Linked DNA regions of Mus musculus: regions 1 and 3 are each linked to region 2. The links are chromatin contacts, called in public HiChIP or PLAC-seq and capture Hi-C maps. All regions are on one chromosome and are shown on one strand. The core of a region is the stretch at or near the end of the contact, and the rest is flanking DNA. Distances in the headings are between cores, read along the strand shown. Region 1 holds the start of Pldi (polymorphic derived intron containing). Region 2 holds the start of Aifm2 (apoptosis-inducing factor, mitochondrion-associated 2). Region 3 holds the start of Tspan15 (tetraspanin 15).

Region 1 (2,700 bases), core at 21-2,520, 780 kb before region 2:
CACAAGCACCTGCAGATTCCCCTACCCCCCACCTCCTCTCTGAAGGAGCCCAGATAAAACAGAGCTAATCCACCCCGGGAGAAGGGCTCTGTGCCTGCGGGGACCCAGGCACAAATTGGGATGTCCTGCCGCATTACTTCTGCTGAGCTGGACATCAACATCTCACCTCCGCACCCAGGCAAGCCGGGGACAGCCAAGGGAGTGGAAAGGCGGTGGGGGAAGGGACCAAGCAGCCACCAGGCCTCCATCAAAGGCGATGGAGAGAGAGCAGCCCAGCCAGAGAGGATTTTTAATGACCCCAAATCCTGGCACCTCATTATGACTCTGATAAGGTGATGGGGCTGTCACTTCCAGATGCAGCCAAGGGCTCCCCAGAGAAATTTTCCTGCCTTCCTGCTAATCTTCTTATAAACATTGTTATTTATTTTCCCTTATTTTATCCGACATGTGTCAAGCAGCCCCTGCTAAGCCTGTGACATCTCCAGGGAGACCAGAGGAGGTTGGCCTGTCACTCCCCCAGTCCTGCCCCCTTCCCAGGCCCTATTCTCTAGCCCAACACATGGGGGCCTGGACGGATAATTTTCCGATGTCTCTAAGAGTTTGGACTGGGCCAGAACTGGGCAACTGGGATCTAGGTGTTGAGTTAGCAGGTCACAGGCCATGCCAACCGGGGCTGGTTCCAAAGGAAATGTGTGTGTGTCGTGGACAGTATAGTTCGTCAACCAGCTGCTCTTGAAGCCTCAAGCTTGCTCTGGGTGTTCTTGGCTAATACCCAGAGTGGCCATCGATGTGTGTGGCTCTGACAGAGGCTGCCCTGTCTTAGGCACTGTAGTAAGCATTCCAGTCTCCCGTTGTTCCTCAGCAAGGAAAGCAAAGGCCAGGGAGGGGAGACTGTACACGCAGGCTTGGCAGCCCAGGCTGCAGAGGGGCTGCTCTGCTCACTCTGGCTTTTTCTCTGGTGCTCGATGCAGGGCCAGTGTTGTGTTTCCTTCACAATTCCCAGGGACCATCTCCCTCCAACCCTCCATGAACCCAGGACAGGAGTAAAGCCCAGTATCTGCATTCTACCTTTAGTGCATGGAAACAGGCCAAGAAGAGAAGGTATGTGGGTCTCTCAGGGTCACACTGCCAGGGCAAGAATCCAGGTCTGAGATCTCTCTGGAAGGCTTAGGGACAGTTGCTAGAGAGTGCCACCAGGAATCTGTCTGGTGTTTTGTGGTGTTGGGCTTCAACAGGACTTCTGCCCTCTGTGTTGCTCCGTAGCCTGTGGTGATGCTGGAAGGCCTCAGAACTTCCATAAGACATGGAACATTCTAGAACAGTGGTTCTCAACCAGCAGGTCGTGACTGCTTGGCAAACCTCTATCTCCAAAAATATCCACATCGAGATTCATAAAAGTAGCAAAAGTACAGTTATGAAGTAGCAATGAAAATAATTTAATGGTTGGGGGTGGGGGCTCAGCATTGGATGAGGAACTGTAGTACAGTGGAACCCTAATGGTGGAACCATTAGGGAGGTTGAGAACCACTATTTTAGAAGGTCTACAACCCCAGCCTACCCTCAATGTTTGTGCTACATACACACATCCCCTTCGGAACCAGGTCTGGTTGGCAACAGTCTGTGATGTAATTCAATATGACCCCAGCAGCGTTCTGGCTGGCTCACAGTGGGGCTCTGGTCTTGCTGTTGCGGATGGTAGCAAGTACAGTAGTTCCTTGTCTTGTTGCTGTGTTAAAATGCCTGGCACAAGCAGTTCCAGGAGGCAAGGCATTATCTTGGCCCACTGCTGCAGAGGACAGGCTGTCACAGCAGGAAAGGCAAGGTGGCTGAAGGGTGGCGTGGTTGGTCACAATCAGGAAGCTGAGAGACATGCTTGCTGCTATCCAGACCGCTTCCTCTTCTCATTCACGACGCCATCCAAGTATTAGTGTTACTCATGTCTAGGGTAGATCCTCCAACTGCAACGAACCCCATCTGGAAACCCCTCAAACACATGCCAGTAGGGTATGTAATACCTAGAACAAACCTGTAAGCCCCACCTGCCCAAGGAGCAGGTAACCTCCTGGAATGCTGGGAGTTGTAGTTCTTGATAACAAAAGCCTCATGGGAAAGTACGGAGGCCTATAAGTTTGTCTTTGTAACCACCACCACACGTAGGTTTGTGGCCGCCGCTGCCACCACCACGTGTCTCAGGACGATTCAGCTGGGAAATTCCAGAGAGTAGTTTTGACCAAAGTCCTTCTCTTAGTCAGTATTTAATATTTAATAAAGATTTGGACTAATTTAATAAAAAATTGCCCCAAAATGGTGGAATTGGTTTTTGTCGGGTGAATCTCAGGATTAATCATTTATTTCCTAGGTGATTCTGACAGAATTAGCCTTCCCCGTGACTAACGCTCACCGAGTTTTAGGGAGCCTCCTCACAAAGGATCTGGCACCCCATTCTACAGATGAAGCAACTGAGGCCTTTAGAGATGTGCCATCCACCCATAGTCACAAGGCATCAGCGACAGAGCAGCCTGGACCCTGTGACCACAGTCCCCACACAGCCAGAGTCACAAGAAATTGCCATGACTTCTGGCCTTCACCTATGTTCACCCTCTCCAGTTCAAAAACGGGGACACTGCCAAGGAAAAGGTGCTGTGCCTTTTACGCACCTTTATGACAACACCCATGCTTCTGATACCCTCTCTCCAGGCT
Region 2 (2,700 bases), core at 64-2,563:
CCCTTCAGGTAGCTTCTGTCTCTGTCTGTTTCTGTGTGTGCAACAGTAGCAATTATAGAAGACAGGATGGAAATGATGGAAATGTTCATGTGTGAAATTCTCATCAAAACAAGTGTTCAAAGCAAAACAAAACAACCAACCAAATAAAGAAATGCTACCTACTGCCTATGTATGTTTGAGACAGGGTCTCTCACTGTAGCCCAGGATATCCTTGAACTTGTAAACCTCCTTGTCTCAGCCTCCCCAGTGGCTGTGGGTACAAGCATGAGTTAGTACACCCTGCTCAGGTATGTACGTGACCTCACGGACACTTGCCTACTGCCCCTAGGGTAGGGGACAATATCTGCTTGGAGACAGATGCCCTATCGTTCCCCTATGTAGCTTCGAATGCTCTGGCTTTCCTATCTCTGGCATCCTTCTGTGACTTGGCACACATGCTTGCTTCTCTCCCTTGCTCAGGGCTGACTTCAGTATGGGAGAGAGGCCTGAATACTTTTTGATCTCCAAGCTTCCTTACAGCAGTAGGTGACAGGAGATGTGGTAGTGTTTTGTTTGTCTTCTTGTTGTTGTTGTTTTGTTTTGTAGGGTTTTTGAGACCTGGTTTCTCTGTGTAGCCCCTGGATGTCCTGGAACTTGCTCCGAGTTGGCCTCAAACTCAACAGACATCCTCCTGCCTCTGCCTCCCTAGTGCTGGGATTAAAGGCTGCACCACTGCAGTCTGTCAGCAGTGGTGGTTTGATGGCTTCATTTTTTTGACAGGATCTCAGGAAGTCCAAAGTGGACTCAGTAGCCAATTTCTAACCCTCTTGCCTCTACTTCCTAAATGCTAGGATTACAGGTATGCACCACCGTGCTCTGCTTCTGTGGGTAAGAAATCCAGGGCACTCAGGATAGGCAAACAGCTCCTGAGTCTTGTGTTAAACCCCTTCTTTCTCCAGGCTACCATATAACCAAAGGATATACCGGTTCCGCTCTCCATTTTAAAGCTCCAGTGCAGGACCAAAGACTGGGCGAACAGCAGGCGCTCAGTCCGTATGCACATGTGTGCAGATGGCAAAGCTAGTGTGTGTGTGTGTGTGTGTGTGTGTGTGTGTGTGTGTGTGTGTGTGTTTGTGTGTGTGTGTGTGTGTGTGTTGGGGAGGCTCTCGGTTGTCTCCCAGAAACCCCTGGCAAAACTAAGGCGCAGGATCTTGGCAGGCTGAGAGGCTAGCTAGGCTGCATCAGCGCTGGGAGTGTCCAAGTAGGGAGCGGCTGGTAGGCGGTCAAGGTCAGTTCCAGGGCAGCGGGAGGGGCGGGGCTCGGGGGCGGGGCTCGGGGCGGGGCTGCGACCCGGAGACAGTGATGGGCACGCCCCGACACGGGGCCTCAGCGCCGGAAGACGCGAGGACCAAGGACCGCTACAGGTGAGGTCACTGGGGATCCTTGTTCCCTCGCGCGGCGTGGGGTACACTAGGGGCATGACAGGGGCCGCGGAATTAGGAGGGGGCCGTTGCCTAGGATACTTAACGCCGGTCCGGAGGACCAGGTTCCTCGGGATTCATTGCTCCTCAATGTCCGCTAAATCTGTCCGGGAAGAACTTGGGGTCTTGGGAGGGGGAAGCAGGACGCGCAGGGGTAGCGGGGCAGGCGTGGCCTTGATCTTGGGAGGGTCTCAGACAGAAGGACTGAGGTGTCTGAGTGCAGCGGGAGACCCTTAGGAATCTCAGAGAAAGTGAGTAGGGTTACCCAGGGGTGCATTGGAGGCCTGCTTCACCCCGCCCCCCTGTGAAATAGGGGTTCTGTTAGAAAAAGCGAGACCAGCAATGACTGAATCCCCTTCTCTTCTCTCTCTCTCTCCCTCTCTCTCTTTCTCTCCTCCCCCTCTCTCTTTCCCTTTCCCACTCTCCCTCTCTCTTACTCTTTCTTCCTCCCTCCTCCCCCTCTTCCCAGGCACCCTGTTCTTTCCAAGACCACACACTCCACACATCCCCATAGCTCACTAAGATAATTTTGACCCTGGGATTTAGGGGTGTGGGGGGGGAATGCTCAGCTGTCTTAAGAGCTGAGGCCCCCGGGGGAGGACAGGTGTAGTTTGGAAAGAAACTTCCAGATCTCCCCACTCAGCACCTATGAACCAAGGCTAGCATCAGCTTCTAACATGAGCCTGTGTCCCCTGCCAACACACCCCAAGTGCTCAGCCACACTCTCAAGGGACTGCATGTCAACACTGGCCTAAGTCACCTCCTGTTCACTAGAGCTGGGCCTATCAAGTACTGTACAGCCAGTGGGCCTTGTCTGGAGGGAGATGCAGGTTGGCAATGGCCAGGGATGGGCAGGTCACTTGGGGTGTGTGTGTGTGTGTGTGTGTGTGTGTGTGTGTGTGTCTGAGTGCAGGAGTGTCTATGCCAAAGTGAGTGCTTCTTTTCCTTCTCCTCTTCATTCTATCAGCCAGTCCCTTTTAGCATGGGGTGTTTTTCAACGGTATATCTAGGGGTGCATTCCTCAGCAGCTGTCCCTAGAGTGCTCACTCTCAGCCTGGTCTTTGGTGTCCAAAGAGGGGAGCCATCGCCTCCCTTCCCCAGTGGAAGAGGGGACAGATATCATAGCCTATTGAGTCACACTTCAGGAGCCTCTTCTGCCTCGAGGCCACAGTGGAGATGTGGCTACCCTGTGTGTCAATGTTGAAATTTTCCTTCCTGAGAAGCCTGGATGACTCAAAAG
Region 3 (2,700 bases), core at 57-2,556, 520 kb after region 2:
AGATGCTGTCTCAAAACAAATAAGCAAACACACACACACACATATACACCACCACCAGCTAGACTAAGCTATAGTAAGACCCTGTCACAACAATAACTACAACAATAATAATAGGTGCCTTTAATGCCAGCACTTGGGTGACAGAGGCAGTTACATACAGAGGCCCTGTCTCTAAAAAAAACCCAAAAAACAATAGCAATAACAATAAATACTAATAATTATTATTTATTGTTAATGTTTTTATAATTATAATATAATAATTATATTATTACTATCTCCCCCCTTTTTTTTAGCTCTCTGTGGCCTCATCTTGGCCTGCGTTATTTTACTTCCACAACCATCCAAGTGTTTAATAACTACTGTCTCCAACTACAGATGAGAAAACTATGGTCAGAGAAATGAAGGAACTTTCCAGACCATTCAGCTAGGAAGTGGCGGGTAGTATTCAAAGCCTGGTTGTGCGCAACCAATGCCATCCTGATCCTCTATGGGCAATGCCAGACCTCATGAAAATAGCAACACCATCCAGGAGCCGCCGGGTTGTCAAGTGGAATGCCGCACTCCAACAAGAAAGCATTTCCTTCCAACAAGGAAGAAAGCAAGATGCCCAAGAGAAACATCTTGGTCAGAGGAAAGGCACAGGCAAGTAGCAACAGGGGCCAGACTTGGAATCCAGGTGGCCACAAGCACAAAAGCTGCCCACCTTTGGCCAGGCTGTGGAGAGTCACACCCTGAAGGCGTGGTGGGCGCAGTCAACAACGTACCCGCGCCCTACACAGCAGCCAGAGGATGCACAGCAGACTCGGCTGGCGAGCCGGACCCCATTAGGTAGGAGCTCAGCAGCATAGGTGAACAAAGTGGCGTCCTGTGGGCAACAGGGCTCGAACGCTGAGGACTGACTGGGCTGCTGGAACCGAGCAGAGCTGGGGCCGCCAAGGTATCCCGGTTCCCAGGGAAGTGGTGCGAGAAGCCCTCCCGCACTCCCGGCGGCCTCTCTGAGTGGCTGAAGCTGAACCCAAGCCTGGGTCGAGTGTTAGGGGGCCATCGAAGGAGTGTGGACCGTCCCATACCCCACCCCGACCCCGGCTCCACGGGCTCCATCACTCACCCAGAACACGGTGGAGTAGATGATGAGAGAGAACTTGAGCCAAAGATAGGAGAAGCGCGCGCAGTAGCGCACCTGCTCCGAGTCCCCGCGAGGCATCTTGGCTCCCGCGCGGGGCTGCGGGGCTGCCTCGATCCGGCCACCGCTCCAGGCCCCACCTGCGGCTGTCCCGCGGCCTGGCCCGCCACCCGCGCTCTCTCCCTGGACTGACTCAGGCGCGCCGCAATCACCGCTCGGGCCAGGGAGCGGACAATGCGGGCAGCCAATGGACGCGAAGGGGCGTGTCGGGGGCGTGTCGCGCTGTCGGGGCGTTGTTTCTATTCTAGGGGCGTGGCTTAGGCTACAGTGGACCGGGTGAGAGAAGGGGGCGAGACTCAAAAAAGGAGCGCTCCTGTGCATAGATCCTGTCCTCGATTTGTATCTCAGCGTGGGAGCGTGTGGCCTGGAGAGGCGCAGGAGTAAGGGCGAGCGTGCCCAGTTCTGTATTAGAAAACAGGGTGCTCGCACTGTAGTTCAGTGATAGAGGACTGCCTAAGAGCCTGAGTTCCTAAGTACCGTCAAAAATAAGGCTGGCTTTCCACGGGTGTGATTGAATACTGCGAGAAAGGACAGCGACAGTGGAGACAGTTAGGAGGAGGCAGAGACAGGCGGATCTATGTGAGTAATCTGGTCTGCACTGTGAGTTCCAGGACATCCAGAGCTACTCAGTGAGATCCTGTCTCGAAAACAAACAAACAAACAAACAAGCAAAACAAAACAAAACAAAATACCAAGTGTGTTGTTGTTGCAGTTACATCCTAGCGCACACCTTTGATACCTTGCATTCAGGAGACAGAAGCAAGTGGATCCCTGAGTTTGAGGGCAGCCTGGTCTACATAGCAAGTTTCAGGCCAGCCAAGGCTGTGTGACACTCAGTCTGAATAAAACACAAAACAAAAACAGCAAGTGAGTGTGTAAGAGTGATGGTCACATCCTGGAAGGTCACCAGTCCAGGGTGTTCCATTGGAGCAGCAGACTTCCGGAGACAGATCTGCCCCAGGCTCGTCAACCAGCTGACCATGGAAATTCCCTTTTGCCCTCCAACTCTGCTCCCAAAAAAAAAAGTTCTTCTCCCAGAAAATCCTCTTCTAGGACCTTCTACAAACCTAGTCACTACTCACTCACTCAGCCAGGGTCTGACCTCCCTCCAGCCTTCCCTTGGTGGGCTGGGCCACAGGTAGCTATGAATCGTTTTTCCTTGGTAAATGTTCCCAGCTGTCTTCTGTTGTTTTCCTGTCTCCGGCCTAGCCTGACTCTGTGCAGAGCCTGAGAACCAGACAGTCTGTGTTTGTGACAATCGGTAATTAAATGCATAGCTGCTAGTCAAAAGCTCTGAAAGTTCTGGTGGTGAATCTGGAAATGGCACCTGTAGACAAGTTCCCTGGGCTGAGAGGGGGGGAGTGTTCAGGAGGTGGGCAGGTCAGGTGCTAATCCTGGTATTTCTACTTAGAGAGAGAGAGAGAGAGAGAGAGAGAGAGAGAGAGAGAGACTGTCTGAATGTCATTGAGTCTGTGGGTGCTCTTGCATCCAAAGGAGATGTTGGATTTCTTGAAGCT

Evidence for each region. HiChIP or PLAC-seq counts read pairs in DNA pulled down with a chosen protein or histone mark. Capture Hi-C pulls out chosen DNA fragments and counts their contacts.
Region 1: a contact with region 2 is called in an H3K4me3 HiChIP or PLAC-seq map of bone marrow-derived macrophages, with 3 times the contacts expected there. The contact joins the promoter of Pldi here to the promoter of Aifm2 in region 2.
Region 3: a contact with region 2 is called in a capture Hi-C map of embryonic stem cells, with 3 times the contacts expected there. The contact joins the promoter of Tspan15 here to the promoter of Aifm2 in region 2. A contact is called at or near these places in 4 of 39 promoter capture datasets (embryonic stem cells, hippocampal neurons and stem cell-derived epiblast-like cells), 1 of 484 Hi-C or Micro-C datasets (embryonic stem cells), 3 of 115 datasets of contacts at active chromatin or transcription factors (embryonic stem cells, pancreatic cancer cells and stem cell-derived neural progenitor cells) and 1 of 9 other capture datasets (embryonic stem cells).

Annotation. Positions count from the first base shown.
Region 1 is chr10:60,936,862-60,939,561 of GRCm38.p6, forward strand. It overlaps Pldi (polymorphic derived intron containing), which reads right to left and starts at 1,271. Exons shown (of 3, transcript NR_033616.1): 1 at 1,069-1,271. Gm26947 (a long non-coding RNA gene) reads left to right here. Exons shown (of 4, transcript XR_001779779.2): 3 at 1-1,101; 4 at 2,360-2,700.
Region 2 is chr10:61,713,950-61,716,649 of GRCm38.p6, forward strand. It overlaps Aifm2 (apoptosis-inducing factor, mitochondrion-associated 2), which reads left to right and starts at 1,314. Exons shown (of 10, transcript NM_001284300.1): 1 at 1,314-1,403.
Region 3 is chr10:62,229,912-62,232,611 of GRCm38.p6, forward strand. It overlaps Tspan15 (tetraspanin 15), which reads right to left and starts at 1,307. Exons shown (of 8, transcript NM_197996.2): 1 at 1,109-1,307. The coding sequence starts at 1,204.